4 separate regions of the Mus musculus genome follow, and regions 1, 3 and 4 are each linked to region 2. Evidence: chromatin contacts called from public HiCAR-type, HiChIP or PLAC-seq and promoter capture Hi-C data. All regions are on one chromosome and are shown on one strand. The core of a region is the stretch at or near the end of the contact, and the rest is flanking DNA. Distances in the headings are between cores, read along the strand shown.

What was found. Promoter capture Hi-C pulls out the DNA fragments that hold promoters and counts their contacts. HiCAR-type assays count read pairs that join an accessible place to other places. HiChIP or PLAC-seq counts read pairs in DNA pulled down with a chosen protein or histone mark.
Region 1: an H3K27ac HiChIP or PLAC-seq map of large pre-B cells shows a contact between it and region 2, with 7 times the contacts expected there. The contact joins the enhancer-like site here to the promoter of Top2b in region 2. A contact is called at or near these places in 6 of 39 promoter capture datasets (the C10 cell line, cranial neural crest, embryonic stem cells and 3 more), 4 of 484 Hi-C or Micro-C datasets (CD4 T cells and CD8 T cells) and 6 of 115 datasets of contacts at active chromatin or transcription factors (T-cell acute lymphoblastic leukemia, double positive thymocytes, large pre-B cells and 3 more).
Region 3: a promoter capture Hi-C map of second pharyngeal arch cranial neural crest shows a contact between it and region 2, with 4 times the contacts expected there. The contact joins the enhancer-like site here to the promoter of Top2b in region 2. A contact is called at or near these places in 7 of 39 promoter capture datasets (the C10 cell line, cranial neural crest, embryonic stem cells and 4 more), 2 of 484 Hi-C or Micro-C datasets (both in CD4 T cells) and 5 of 115 datasets of contacts at active chromatin or transcription factors (DN3 thymocytes, double positive thymocytes, large pre-B cells and 2 more).
Region 4: a HiCAR-type map of astrocytes shows a contact between it and region 2, with 3 times the contacts expected there. The contact joins the promoter of Thrb here to the promoter of Top2b in region 2. A contact is called at or near these places in 2 of 39 promoter capture datasets (hippocampal neurons and maxillary cranial neural crest), 1 of 484 Hi-C or Micro-C datasets (pro-B cells) and 2 of 115 datasets of contacts at active chromatin or transcription factors (astrocytes and embryonic stem cells).

The regions. Positions count from the first base shown.
Region 1 is chr14:15,271,033-15,274,810 of GRCm38.p6, forward strand. No RefSeq gene overlaps it. Among named protein-coding and RNA genes, the nearest start is that of Gm31658, 36 kb to the right of the region's middle. Within about 2 kb of position 2,334, at least 12 of the 459 cell types and tissues checked have an H3K27ac peak or open chromatin away from gene starts, as enhancers often do. A contact at or near this core is called in CD8 T cells, memory CD8 T cells and regulatory T cell precursor, where this site is marked.
Region 2 is chr14:16,363,130-16,366,984 of GRCm38.p6, forward strand. Top2b (topoisomerase (DNA) II beta) reads left to right here and starts at 2,077. Exons shown (of 36, transcript NM_009409.2): 1 at 2,077-2,597. The coding sequence starts at 2,550.
Region 3 is chr14:15,082,736-15,086,334 of GRCm38.p6, forward strand. No RefSeq gene overlaps it. Among named protein-coding and RNA genes, the nearest start is that of Gm31517, 19 kb to the left of the region's middle. Within about 2 kb of position 1,261, at least 28 of the 459 cell types and tissues checked have an H3K27ac peak or open chromatin away from gene starts, as enhancers often do. A contact at or near this core is called in double positive thymocytes, where this site is marked.
Region 4 is chr14:17,659,324-17,662,788 of GRCm38.p6, forward strand. Thrb (thyroid hormone receptor beta) reads left to right here and starts at 1,637. Exons shown (of 10, transcript NM_001113417.1): 1 at 1,637-1,701. LOC115488350 (serine/arginine repetitive matrix protein 1-like) reads right to left here and starts at 2,255. Exons shown (of 3, transcript XM_030248233.1): 1 at 1,909-2,255; 2 at 941-1,841; 3 at 593-608. The coding sequence starts at 2,255. The coding sequence ends at 965.

The sequences.
Region 1 (3,778 bases), core at 1,084-3,583, 1.1 Mb before region 2:
GCAAATGAAGTGAGAATGTGTTGATACTTTATATTAAACAATTTCAGATTTGCATAATTAAAATCTCCATGATTCTAATTTGCAAAAGCTATGAGTAGCTATGCATCTTACTGGACTGGATGAGTATTAAATGTGCCAATGTTGACTAGTCATTTAGCTTGGGGCCTGACGTGATTACTGATAATGATCTCTAGCAGATCTCAGAGTGGGCACTAGGCAGAGGAAAAGTGATTATTTCTTTCTCCCATGACATCCTACCATAATTTACCAGTACTTCACTGTCTTTCTTGTTTAGTGCAGAGTTGGTATGAGTGGGGACAGAAGAGAAGACCTTGCTAACTCCTTTCACCATAGACCCATGTCAGGAGGTGTCCCAGAAAAATAGGATAAATTTGAAAATTTAACCGGACTCTCTTCTTGTTCTACTCCTGATTACCTAGGATGTTCTGATCTTTATTTTATTTTATTTTTTCAAGAAAGGGTTTCTCTGTGTAGCCATGGCTGTCCTGAAACTCACTGTAGACCAGGCTGGCCTCGAACTCAGAAATTCACCTGCCTCTGCTTCCCAAGTGCGGGGATTAAAGGCGTGCACCACCACACCTGGCACTTGTTCTTATCTTTAAAACAACAACAACAAAGCCTGTGAGAAGAATGTAAGGAGCTGGTAAAGTCCTCAGGGCTCCTGGTTTCATCTCATGATTCCTATAACTCACGAATGTCAGTTTCAATAAGGTAGATTCTAACATTAACCTATTTACTGAGGATAAAAGTCAGCAGAGATTTGATACGGAACCAAAAATGAGTCTTATTTACCTTTCTAGAACAAATTTGTATTTTCTCTGTGTATTGATTAATCTGTTGCCGCCTCCCAATCTACATGTGTATCAGTTGTTTTTCTTATTTCTATAACCAAATGCCTGACAAAAACCATTGTCAGAGAGGAAGAATTAACTTTGGATCATGGTTGGAAGGTTAGTTATGTTTCTTACAGTTGTGACAATTTGCTCAATAGGAGCAACTTAGGCTGTGTCATTCTGTCATCCTGGAAGCAGCTATACAGACAAGACTAAAGACACTTCAATTCTGTTTGAGTTTACAGCAAAAATTAACCAAGAGATGAGTATATAGTCCACTGTAAGTGAGAAGGCACTCTAGTAGGGCTAGGTCTCCTCACCTGTATCTCTATAGAACCAGAAGCAGAAAATAACCTTCAGTGTCTCTAGTTTTACTGTTTCATTCTGGTCTCATGAGCTCCTACCAGAATAATGCATGCAGCTATGCTTAATGTTCTTTGGTCCTATGATCTACATAATCATACACTCACATTCCCAATCCAACTTTCACAACCCAACTTCTTGTTATCAAACTTCTGTGTTAGTTACTTTTAACATTTCTGCAAACAAATGCCAGGCAAGAAGCAATTTAATGGAGAAAAGCTGGCATTTGATTATAGCTTGAGGGTGTAGTCTATGAAAGCAGAAAGGGATGGTATAGTGTTTGGCTATTTTTTTCTCACCTTGTCACATCTCAACAAAACAGGATGTAGAGATGAGACAGGAAACATGCTTATGCTATAAACATAAAAGCTTATACTATTTGAAATATACTTCCTTTATCTAGACGCCAGACAACAAATTTCCAGAACCTTCCCAAACAATGCCCCCAGCAGTGGGAAAAATGTTTCCTACCTATATAATAAAATTAAGACAGTGAAAATTAAAAATTAATATAAGCCAACAATTCTTAGAAACTATGAACATTAACAATTGCTTCTTCCATAACTTATCTTTGGGAGGTTGACATTGTATACATCATTTTGAAAGCAGATACTCACTTATTTATTTATTTAAAGAGCGGTTTTGTGTTTCTTAATCACTATCTAGATAGAAATACACGTTACCTGGGACTACAGCCACACTCTAATGCATTTTCTCATCTGTCAACCACTTCAAGCTAGGATGCTGCTCTCATCATGCTGTGTTAACAGTGCCACAAGAGGAGTGAGTCTGAGCTGCTCACCTCATGTGTGGACCGGAAACACTAAGTTATGATTCAAGAATACTTCTACATGTCCCATGGGTACAGCCTGATCACAGAACTGTGCAACCTTAGTCAGGTCTGTGTAAACATTAAGTCACAATGAATTGGCCGGCTTACAAAGAGATGCTGGAAGATACTGTGCTGCAGCTAGAGCCATGTGAACAGTGTGCTGCTTACCTCTTTCCCATGCTGACCACTTCTAAGTGTGGTTTCTTCAGAATGAGAGCTGAGAGTTTGTCCACAGGGAAATGGCCCCAAGGTCTTTCATCTCACTCTCAAACTTTGTGCTTCAGAAACCACATCCAGAACAAAGAGCTTAGATCAAGAGAAGGATGTATTTCTGAAGGATGGTTGGCTCTGTATCAACTTCTGAGGTTTTGATGAATTGAAACATCAATTTTGAAGACAACCTGAAACTTGGGCTCCAAACAGTGAAACATGAATCTGTGTAGTTTTTATCTGAGAACAGCTCTCAGTTGTAACTGTTAAAATCTCTGTGCAGGTCTTGACCTTTAAATCCAGAGATTAAACAATCTATGTGACTAGCAGACCTCACTGAGCATTAGTAAGAGTGACTTTCCCCACACCTCATTGTGTCTAGACATAGATTTTAAAAAGCATTTTCAGACAACTGAGTGTAATGGAAGACAATCTTGAAAACTAATTCTGGAAGTCACATTTCATTAATGCCTTTGGTGGCAGCAGACAGGAGTGGTAACAGAGTATGATTTCACTTACAAAACCAAGCAGAAAATGAAATTCACATTGTGTAGCATTTGTATTCCTGGACATGAGTATTCTAAGCCAGTTTCTAAAACCAAGGGCACCAACCCTGGGGAAACATTAAACTGCCACAAAAAAGAAAATAATTAGTATTGTTCCTTGTAGTAGGAGTGAAGAAAGATCCTTACATAGGAAGCATAGCCTCTCTAGAAGGTAGTTCTGAGCTGTTATCCTGAAGGCTGTTGTAATGCTGCATTCCCCTAAGCTCCTGGCTAACTCCCTGTTTAGATAGTCACAGCTCCGGTTACCAGTATGTGTGCTATGGCAGTGCAGGGGTCAGCATATAACCAGAAAGGAAAGTGGCTCAAAGAAGGGCCAGGCAGAATTCTATCCAGCATTCCTTAAATTCCTATGGCATTAAGGGGAGCATCTCACTTTGGGGACCATACCATACTACCTTGGCTTAAAATCTCATCTTTGCTCTTTACTGAAGACAATTTGCTAAATATCTTACATTGAAAACTTCTTGCCAAAGCATGGCCAAAAGAGAATCTACCTTAAAATTTTGTGTTGAGAAATTACATGACAGTCATAAGATACACAATGTCATACTAGCATACTTATATTTTGGTCAGATAAGCAGATTTATTTATAATCATATATAAATGAGATATTTATGTACTAGTAATATAATATTTACTTAGTCAATAATACATAATTGACCTAAAATTTTTCATAGAATAAAATTTAAAACCACTTAGAATAGACTTAGAAATCACAATAAAAGAGATTCTCCCAGAGCAGTAACCAGATGTAACCTAGCTCATCTTGATTAGCAGAGTCCAATAACCTATTGCTATACTCATTTTTTTCTTTGTACTCTTTATCTATATACATTTATGCTAAAATCCACCAGGCAAAGGAGAACTAAGTGTTGTTTCCTCTTAAAAAGAAAAGAAAAGGAAAGGAAAGGAAAGGAAAGGAAAGGAAAGGAAAGGAAAGGAAAGGAAAGGAA
Region 2 (3,855 bases), core at 827-3,326:
ATTGTCACAAATGTCTGCTTTAAAATATTCATTTGCTCATTTAATTTTGTGTACTGAATTAAAAAAAAAAACTATGTATACAATTGTTTTGCCTGTGTGTATATCTGTGCACCATTTGTGTGCCTTGTGCTCAAGAAGGCCAGAGAGGCCATTGGATCCTTTGGACTAGAGTTACAAAAAAGTCTTGAGCTATTACGTGGGTATTGGGAACTGAACCAGGGTCCTCTGGAGGAGGAACAAGTTCTTTTAACCTCTGAGCCATCTCTCCAGCCCCTAGGTTAGTAACAATAATTAGAAAAGTTTATTTACACTTATAAAGCCAATGACTTTTAAACAGTGCATCAGAGGGAGATGAATTTTACTAATTAACTATTTGGATTTTGGGTTCAAAATTTGAAGCTTAAGAGTTTTTAAAATGATGTTTTAAAAAGAAGACAAGAGCTGAATATGGTGGTTATTCGTGGAATCCCAGCGATTGGGAGCCTGAGATAAAGGATCAAGGGTTCAAGGTCAGCCTAAGCTACAGCAAGACCTCTCAAAATCAGAGAAAGGGACAGCTTGGCTTTTATATAAGCATACATACATTTATCTGTAAAATTCCCAACCTTTAAAATCATCTGTTTTCTAACATGAAGTATTTGGGTACTTAGGGATGTAAAGTCACAATACATAAATGAGTATAAGTCCCCAGGTAAGAAGGCCCGATGATGGACTTGGGAAAGCTGGTAACATGACTGTGGTGCTTTAGAGTCAGGGGCGCAGCCCAGCTTAGATCCTGCCTAGCGCTTTATAAGCTTTAACACTAGATTCAAAGTAAAGAAAGGTTTTGGTGTTCTTAGTCAGAATCCCCAAATAAACTGAAATTCCACGGTCTCCAGAGAGCTAATTAAGAACTACATTGAAATGATTTCCGTGTTTCAGAGCTCCCCACTTGGATTCAGAATGCAGCAGCGATTGAGAGGTGTGACCCCAAAGTTTCCCTTAAGGGAAGCACTCAGCTGCCGGAGAGACTCAAGGAAATACTTTCACAGAAAGTTGTTAGCTCTAGCTGGGTAAAGTTCTTCGGTGTGGTGTCCTCCTGTTAGTCACTCTTGGAAGATTGACGTCGGAGGAGGCTGTTGTCCCTTTAAACCCATTGCCACGCCTGACAGAGCATGGCTGGGAGTATGCCCAAAGAGAACTTGTTGAATGCAATTCCATTTACAGGCTGGGTGAAGTCAAGAGCTCTTCCATCTGCCAAAAGCTTTGGCGTTGCAAATTTTATTCTTAGAAAGCTTCCACACGAAAAAAGTCTATTTCATGATGTGTACCTGAAAGCTGAGAAGTGACAGGGACCTGTCTGCATTGTTGGGAGGAAAGGTCTGTAGCCAGAAAAGGGAGTCCTGACCCGTTCGCATTCCTTCCCGGGAACGTTCTCTGGGCACTCTTAGCACCCCAAGTTCCCTAACTGGTGGCACTGAAGACCGCTTGCCCTGTTTAGGGGCAAGGCAGAGAGACGGTCGGTCGGGGGTCGGGCGGATGCAGCAGCAACCTGGGGCCTGAGCGCGGGGTCCGGCTGCTCTAGGCGGCGCACGGTCCCGTCTGCAGTTCGCTAGCTCCCTCCGGGGCCCAGTCCCTGGGGGCGGCTAGGGCTTCCTGCCTCCCTGCCCCCAACCCTCCCCCCCCCCCCCCCCGCTCCCGCTCCCCCCGCGGCCTCGCGGCAAGTCTGCAGGACACAGTCCGGAGGTTTCCACAGCCCTTGTCCCAGGACTCCCGGCTCCTTTGGATGCCCCGGAATGACTCTTGACAGCCGCCTGCTCTCCCTTCTGACGGAAACCCCATTCACTCGCCTCGCTCTCCCTTACACTCTCTCTCAGACACAAACAAAAAACCCAAGTCTGCCTCTCAGTTGCTACCCGCAATGACGTTTTCCCCTCGGGTCCCGCCCCCCTAGGGGCCTGAAATTTTGGGATTGGTCGAAGTACTGTAGTGACAAGGCTGTGATTGGACGATCCATGGTTGACTGACAGCCGGTGACCACCGCACCCTCCCCCTCCCGGAGCGCGCCTGTGTGTGCCGTGTTATGCCGGACTAAAGGGAGGCCACCACGGCGGCTCTGTTTATTGTCCCTCTTGGACTGTGCTCCGGAGGACCGGTTCAGACGCCGCTTGGGCGGTTTTGAGGCAGTGGCGGCCTTTGAGGCTGCGGCGACCGCGGCGAGGACTCTGCGGCTTCGGTGGCTTGAGGAGAAGCAGCGGCTCATTCCTGTCAGGGCTCTGGCTCGCGAGTCCTAGCCGGCCCGCTTCAACCTCGTCCCTCATCCGCGATCCCAATCGCCCGCGTGGGTCCCGGAAGGCCGCGCCGCATCGCCAGCCCTTCCTAGTCCTCGACCACTCTGTAGGCCCGGGCGCCGCGCTCGAGTTTGAGGGCGGCGGGCAGCGCGGCCTCCTCAGCGGCTCGGGCCCGCGATGGGGCGCGGCTAGGAGTGCTGCGCGCAGCGGTCAGTGCGAGCGGCGGGCCCGGCGTCCCCGGAGCGCGAGCAGCCCCTGGCCTGCACGGGAGGCGCTGCCATGGCCAAGTCCAGCCTCGCGGGCTCTGACGGGGCGCTGACCTGGGTGGTGAGTGCGGCGCGGGCGGGCGCATTGTTCGTGGGCCGCGGGCGACGCGGGCGGGGTGAGAGCGTGGTGCGGCGGGCGCCCTGTCAGGCTGCAGTCGGGGCCTAGCCCCGTGTGCCCTTTCTCTCTGCTTTCGCCTCCACCAAGGCTCAGGCTGCTGAACAATGCTCACCGGAAACTTCAGGGTGCACACCGAGAGTGGGGGGACCGCGATAATGCGAGCCTCCGGGCCAACCCTCCATAAGTGCAGCACCAGAAAATAGTGCCCGGTATGCTACGGCTTCCGGCGGCCTGTCCCAGAGGAATGTGCACTTGAATGGTCACTGCGGGTTGCGCCTCCCCAGAAAAGGCTCATTCCGCAGAGAGGGTATTTGGGACGACTTTGACAGCAGGCTAGAGACCGCCCGCGGGATTAAAAGAAGAGTTTACTTACGTCAGCCTCCCGTGTACACCGTGTGGGGGCCCAGGGGTGTCCCTCGGAGGTGAGGGGGTGCTTAAGCCTGAACTTGGAGGATTGCAGAGCTCAGTTCCTGGAGGGAGGTGGACTTAGCAAGTGCAGCGGGAGCAGTTGGAACGCGGCTCCCAGGACAGATCGATAACTCCAGCATTTCACTTACTCAGCACTGAGTTCAGACCAGGGTCATTTCCCAAACAAAACACCGGACTTAGTAGATGAGGCCAGCAGCTTGGACAGAAAATTTACACATTTCAGGGACTTTAACACATCCCTTCCAGAGGATCCTAGTTCCCCGCCTTTTGAACACACTAAGGAACTTTGGTATTGGTTGGCATTTTTGTTCCTTGTTTTCTTTGTTTGGTTGAGGTTTCGATGAGGCTGGGGTAGCAGTCGTTTCTATCGACAAGTGTTGTTTATAAAAAGGATGTTTCTATGAAGAGCAGAAAAACAGTTTCAGCATTTGCAGGGCCTCGAGAAGATACTTTACAGTGTAACTTGCCAGGTACTTATCTTCAAATCTCCAGACATACGTACTTCTAGACAGTATAGAAGGCGAGCGTGGAGAAGAAAAGTTAGATAGTAAGGTAGTGGATAAGTGTCCATGAAAAGAATGATTGAAATTACTGTCCCTTATCGGATACTAAAACTAAACATCTGAACATGTGTGATCATATGCCAGTGTCACTGGTAATTGTGAAGCACTGACATCTGAGAAGTTTGTCTGTAACTTGGTTCCACAATGGCAAATATTTCTTTTTAAGATTTATTTATGTATATGAGTGCTTTTGTCTACATGTACTTCAC
Region 3 (3,599 bases), core at 11-2,510, 1.3 Mb before region 2:
AAAAATGAAATAAAAGTTGGGAGACACGTGTAGAGAAGAATTTTATAGTAGATTTAAGGGAGGAAGCAGGCAGAGGGAAGAGTCCAGGCTGAACATGGCTGTCAGACTAAACCTGACTGTAAGTGGAAGGAGCAGGAAGGAAAGCCAGAGAGGCAAGAGAGGCAGCTGAGGCAAGAGAGCAGCTGAGGCAAGAGAGGCAGCTGTAGCCAAATGGTTGGTGTGTGTGTGTGTGTGTGTGTGTGTGTGTGTGTGTGTGTGTATGCATGTATATTTATCAAGCTGGGGAGAGTGAACCAGAAGCCCTGCCCCAGGGAGGGAGGGGTTTAGGGTAGAGGGCTGGATGAGAAGGGCTAGGAAGAGTCACAGGTACTTAGTGAAACTTGTCCCAGGCACTTGTCCTTGACACATGGTATTTATCCAGTTCAGAAATTCAGATTTACACTGACTGCCTGTGTGGTTTAGAACATTTGGTCCCCATTGTTAGGGTCGGAGGATTTAGGAATAATCCACTATGAAACCCAATCGAGCCAACAAAAGTTTCTTTATTCAAAAAGCTGACATATCAGGGAGACAGCTGGGTTTGGGATCCAAACTGTATCAACAAAAAGGCAGAATAGAGCAACCTTTTAAAGCAAAAAAAAAAACATAAACCAGGAGAGGTGAGGCCAAGGGTTGGAGTCCCCAAAGGGGTACATGCTGTATGCTTCCAAATGTTTTTTTTTTTTCCTCCTGGCATCCTGAGCAGGTTACTGCTTGTCAAATACTCAGAGGGCTTCCCTGATAACCTGGCCTAGATCACATTCAGCCAGCCAGAGCAACCATGAGGTTTCAGTCCTAACCAACAAGATGTGAGGCGAGACACTGTGGTCTAGTTCATAGGGACACCAGGGGCCTATGTTTCTGGGAATTTAGCTGTTTTTCAGAATTCAGCCTGGACAAGATGGCAGTTATATACAAAATGGGGTTTCTGAGGCTAATGCAGCCTCTAACACCCACCAGAGTCACGGTTTCTTTTGCTCTGGTGGGAGAATGGATTCTCAGGAAAAAGAAAAAAAGCACAGAACTCTAGGATACTGGAACTGCAGATATATAAGTTTGAGGTTCAGAAGTCTTAGCTGTAGAAGTATGTCCTAAGATTAGAGTTCTTAGCCTCTAGTGAGCCATCCACTGGCCACTGATAGGCTCAGGGCTCAGACACTCAGAAGCCTCCCCTAAGCAGTTCCTTTAGCTAGACATCTACACAGAGGAAGTCACAAGCCAAGTGCTATTGCAGTGCTGTGAGGTGCCTAGTGGGGTTGGGACGTCACTCACAGTGCCTGTCACCTGTGTAGTGTTGCCTCCAGCTGCCACTTCCTGCAGGCAAAGACTTTAGACAGCTCAGCAGGCTCTCCACTGACTCTCCCTTGCTCCTGTGTTGTCAGCCAATTGCCTCAGTAGAATTATCCTCTCAGGTTCTGATTAGAGAAACTGAGTCAGGACAATGGTGTTGTTGAAACCAAGGGTGAGCCTCTAATCTGGAGCAACACTCCAGGTCTAGAAAGCAGTTAGTTAAATCTTGTTTAATTTGTAACCACTAAATTTTATTCCTTTTAAATTCTGGTTGACATTATAACATTTGGGTAGTACAAAGTATTTAGAAGCCACTTCTCCCATTTTCAATTGGTCCATGAGAGGTTTCAAAGCTTTCTTTATTTTTCTTTATAGTCTTAAACAGAATACTTTACCCCAGGATTCTGAAAGGGACTGCCACTAGTAGGTAATTGTTATTATTTGGATAGTCTGATCAACTTGCTCTAGCAAGCTCATCCTGTGACACTGCAGGAAGAGTGCCTTTGGCTTACAGGGCCGGTTGTTGTGTTCAACCTCTATGGGAGGCAGAGAAGCTGAACTGATCTTCAGGTCCCATGTGGGAGTTCATGAAGTGAAGTTTCCAGAGGTTATGGATCCCAGAAGTGGTTTTTGTTTTCTCCCCCAAGTCTGTCTTTTCAGCCTTGGTTTGGTTTCTGCTACTATGCTAAGCACCATGGCTGACAGTAACTTGGAAAGAAAAGCATTTGTTTCATCTCATAATTACACATCAAGATCATTCCCAAAGGATGCTAGAGTGGCATCCCAGAGGCTGGAACTACAGAGATCACAGAGGAAAGCTGATGTCTGGCTTGTCTGCAGAGCACCAGGTGGTGGCCAGCCTGGACCTAGTCTTAGATCCCCTTTGGCCACAGCTTTCTCTGTGCTGACCTTAAGGAAACACTTCCTAGAAGATTTCATCTCAATAATGCTTATTTCTCATCCATTAAAACTGATTCTTTACCATTCACCATACAGAAACCACAGATTCTTAATTCAAATTACAGGACTAACCCTAGTGGACTATACTCTCTAAGGGACCCTCAGATACCAGTCATGCTGCCATTACCAGGATTTGAGGTTAGAAGTTATGAGCTTTAGCAGGGAACACAGAGGAATCCCTTGTTGGACACAGAATCTGTGCCTTAGCTGAGGACTCTCAGCTTTGGGCCTCATGCCTGGCTTTTCTGGGTTGCCATCTGAAGTCTGAAGCTGGAAAGAGCTCCCACCATGGTTCAAGCTTGGTACGTTCTCCTGGAGAGTTTGACCTGGATTCTAGAATCCCACAGAAAGTCAACAGTATTGTAGATGGCTTCCTACAATAACAAAATGAGAGAAAATAAGTCAAAGTAAATTTCTTCACGATTTATTTGTGTACAGAGCATATTTGCTTGGTTTCTGGATCTCTGCTGTCAAGTACAAGTCCACAGAAGGTTGGCACTGCTCTTTTTGTATGAAAATAGTATAGTGATGGAAATAGAGCTGTCTGAGTAATTGTAAATAAAACCTCTAACCCTAAAGAAAGTATTCAACGTGTCTCTTTTTTGGTTTCAGGGCCACTTTGTAAATTTAAAGATCATTGGGACACCTTACAACAGAGTTTTTTCATGTTATATTGGGAAGAAATTAAAATTCTTATTATCAATAAAATCATTGCACAGTTATACATTATTTTATGCCTCCCTGTTTTCTCAAGGAAAAGAAGAATCTCTTCTATTGGCATTTTATGACTTCTTTTTCTTTTCCTTTTTTCTTCTTTTCTTTTTTGAGATTTATTTATTTATTTTATGATGTGAGTACACTGTAGCTGTCTTCAGACATACCAGAAGAGGGGATCAGATCCCATTACAGATGGTTGTGAGTCACCAAGTGGTTGCTGGGAATTGAACTCAGGACCTCTGGTAGGAGCACTCAGTGCTCTTAACTCTTGAGCCATCTCTCCAGCCCTTGTGATTTCTTTAATTTCTGTCTCCATAGAAAATGGCGGGGATCAAATAATCCGCTTTATTTTTTTATAGAACCTGCTGTGGTGTGTTGTTTTCATTAAAGATATGAAAAATATATGAAAAAAGAGCCTGTTTTCTCACATGTGTATAAATCAGACAGATAGAACCATTACATCATGGAGGCCTCACAGCATTGGTGCAACCCCGGGAAATCCCACACTGAGAATCAGTGCCCTAGCAGCCAAGAGCCAGGAAGGTTCAGATTTGAAACACGGAGGATCTTTCTTTCCAGACAGAGAACAACTC
Region 4 (3,465 bases), core at 387-2,886, 1.3 Mb after region 2:
CGGATTTCTTACAAAGAATTCAAAGGGCAGCCGAGTCTGTGCTGGCCGCGGGGAAAGGCAACGTTCTAGCAGCTGCTTTCTCTCCTGAGTCCTGCTTCTGACTCGCCACAGTTGTTAATGCTGTGACAGGAGGTGTGTTGGCCTTTCTTCTTTTTCCTTTCCTGTGGACTGCCCAAATAACACCCCCGGGGGGGCCTTATCACCCGTGGGGAAATCTAGACAACTCTTTAAAATGATCTAGACATCATTCCCTTTTATACCGTGTTACAAGAGTATGTTGAAGAAAGATTTTTCAAGGTATTTTTTTTTAACAGTGTTCATAAGAACATAATTGTATTCGGTCCTTAATCAAAGTAGTTTTGTCGCAATTGTTAACTTCCCATTGGCTGCGAGTTCTCTGAGCACTCTGCGTTTTTCCAATAAAACCTACCTCCAAGGCGTAGCTGGAAGACTGCCTGGGTCATCTGGAACAGCACACTGTCGCCCGCTGTTTTCTCCCAACCTGACCTTCGGAACTTGAGGTATGGACATTTCAGCGCTATGCTTGCAAGTGCAGAACCCTTCCAGGGTGGAGATTATTTTTGTCTTCTGGTTTTGTACTTATATTTCTAGGACAGAGGCGAAATAACGAGGTGTCCCTTTAAACCCTACTTGTAGAACCAACCCGGAACACACTCAGTGAGGTGTTGGGGGGGGGGGGCACTTCTCATTTAGGGCAAGCAAGGCATTGCCCATTGGTGTGGGGGAGCAGAGCGTCCAGAGCCACAGGAGGATCTGAGCGCCCCGTGTTTCCAAGCGCACCACAAGTGGTTTGGGGGCGGAAGGAGGAGCGCGGTGACACCTGCCGCGCCTGTCGGGCGACTCAGGAGGGTTGTGCCCCTGGAGATCCCCTCTATCTCCTGTCATTCATACCCTACCCCACCCCCTGTCACACTCCTACCTCTTCAACTAAAAGAATGATGGCTCAAATGGATCCTCCACGCTCCTGCAGTTGGGTGGGTGGACGCGTGTCCACCAGACCCGCAGCTACGTGACCCCGGGGGAGGGTGGCGCACAAGGCGCCGTTACCGCAGAGTCGTAGCGGGGGACATTTGCACATAAGCGGCAGGTGCGCAGGGCACTCGAGTGGAGGGTTGCTCGGGCAGTGGCAGGGAGCACAGCCCGGAAGCCATTTCGTCTCTGATACTCTGGCGGAGCCAGGGTGGCCTGAGCCTGCCGCAGCTGCTGGGAGAATCGAACAGGCTAGAGGACCAGAGGGGAAGAACGGTCGGCGGTTCGCCAGCGGCGGAGGAGCTGACACCCTAGTCCCTAGTAAGGCTACCGCGCTGGGTCCTCCGGAGTCGGAGACTCCGGCCCTGCACCTCGCCGCCCGCGCAGGTCGCGGCAGAGAGGTCGCCGGTGTCCTGGGACCCACGCTGCGCCCCTCAGCGTCGGCGCCGGAGGAGAGTTGACAGGTCAAGGGAATAGGGCTCGCTCGGGAGCCCGCGCAGTACTGGACCCCGTGGCGGAGGGGGCGGAGCGGGGAGGAGACTGCGGCTCGGCCGAGCACGGCGCAGCCTTGGGCGGGCGGCCGGCCGGCGTGACGCGGCGGGATTAACTTTGCATGGCTAATACGAGCACCAGAGCTGAGGCCACCGGCTGCTCGGCCGCAGCTCGCCAGCACGCCGCCTTGGGGCGCCACCTCCAGGCTCCAGCGCTCTGGTAACTTGGCAGGGTGGGCGGGCGTGGGGGGAGGTCTACAGGTCTTGCGGGCCGGGCGCGGGTGGCCAGCGACGCGCTCTGTCCTTGAAGCTGGCCTCTGAGACCGGCTCCTCTCGGGCTCGGGCACCCGGTGCAGGGACCTGAAGCCAGAACCCAACTAGGGACAAGCTCCTTGTGAAATGGAGTTTGACGTCCTGGGCTCCGAACCCAGTGGAAGTTTCCATGAGGAGGAAGTTGTAGGGCATGGGGGTTCGGAAGAGGCTGACAGGCGCGGGGGTGGGCGATTTAAAGGGACTGTGGGTCTCGTGTCCCATCTTTTTGGCTCCTGCACAGGAACTCCAGGCTTTGGAAAGGAGAAAGGTCCTGAATAAGCTGCTGCTCAGTGCCAGTCTGCCTCTCATCCGCTCCGCAGGCTCCCTCCCTCCAGAATCGCTCTTTTCCTTTGCTTCTTTTGGGTTCTGCATGTTTGTGACGATCCGGGTGGTGTCAGCTGTGCTCCCTAAGACCGGGAAAGACGTCTTTGGAGGGTTTCTATTGTTAGGGTTAGTTGTCATTTTGGAGGAAGATTTCCCGTGACTGCAGTGGGATTATTATTGGAGCTAATTCTTAAAGCCTTCTGGTTTGTTTTTAAGAGGGAGGGGGCGGAGTGTGCATACGTGGGTTGTTTTTGGTTTTTTGTTTGTTTGTTTGTTTGTTTTTAATTAAAGGCTAACTGTATAATTTGCCCCAAATGGGAAGTTTTTAAAGGGTCTATTAAGCATTTCTATAGTGAGTCAAATAAAGAAAAGAATACCTGGGCAGGCAGGTTCGCTATCCCATTCTGCCCTTTGCACACACATGAAGAACTCAAAGACTGTCGAATCAGAAAATAACATTGCATAAATTCCTCCTCTTCAAGTGTGGTTGATCCTAGATACTAGTGATCAGTTTTTAAAGACCTGTTTAAAACTGAACATTCTTTGTTCAATGCATGAAAAGGAGAACACAGCAAGCAATTTAGTTAACGATGACCGTATTAAGTAGTGTAGACCCGTTGGGGAGTTTCTTTATATGATTTATCTCTGGTTTAGCATGTTTGATGATACTGTAATGAAATATCCTCACTGTGTTGCAAAGGAATAAAATTTTCTTTTTGGTAAAGAAACGTTCTGTGATTCATTCTGAATATTCTGGATGACTGATCTCCCTAATTCACTTCAGCTTGTTATTTCCCGTTCTGAAAGAAGTCATGAACTTGGTACCATTAATGAAAAGGTGTTTCGTGGGAAGTATTTTGGACAGGGGCAGATTTTAGAGTGTTTTCATGCTGATTGGCCGTGCTTCAATTGACCCGGAGAGATATTAAGTAAAAAGTGCATTTGCTTGAGCCATTTTATGTGAAGAAATTAGTGAAGAATAACTTATTGCTTTCCCATGTTAAATAGATACTATTAGGATCCTATATTTTAAATAAATTCCAATTGTTTATTATATACTGGAAAAGAAAAATCTGCTTCACTTTGTGAGTAAAGGTAAATGGTACTGAACTGCTTCAGAATTGCTAATTTTTAATGAAACTGTTCTTGTTGGCATTACAATGCAAAAGCTTAATCTCATTGGCATTGAGGTATTGCTATATAAAGTAACTGGCACTAGAAGGGGGATAAATATTTGACTTCTCCCCTTCCAGCTTCTTTGTGGTAAATTTTGTATTAAAAAGAAACAAGCTGCAACTTCCCTATAATCCAGCACCTCTGGAAAAGGATGACTTGTTAAACAATTCCT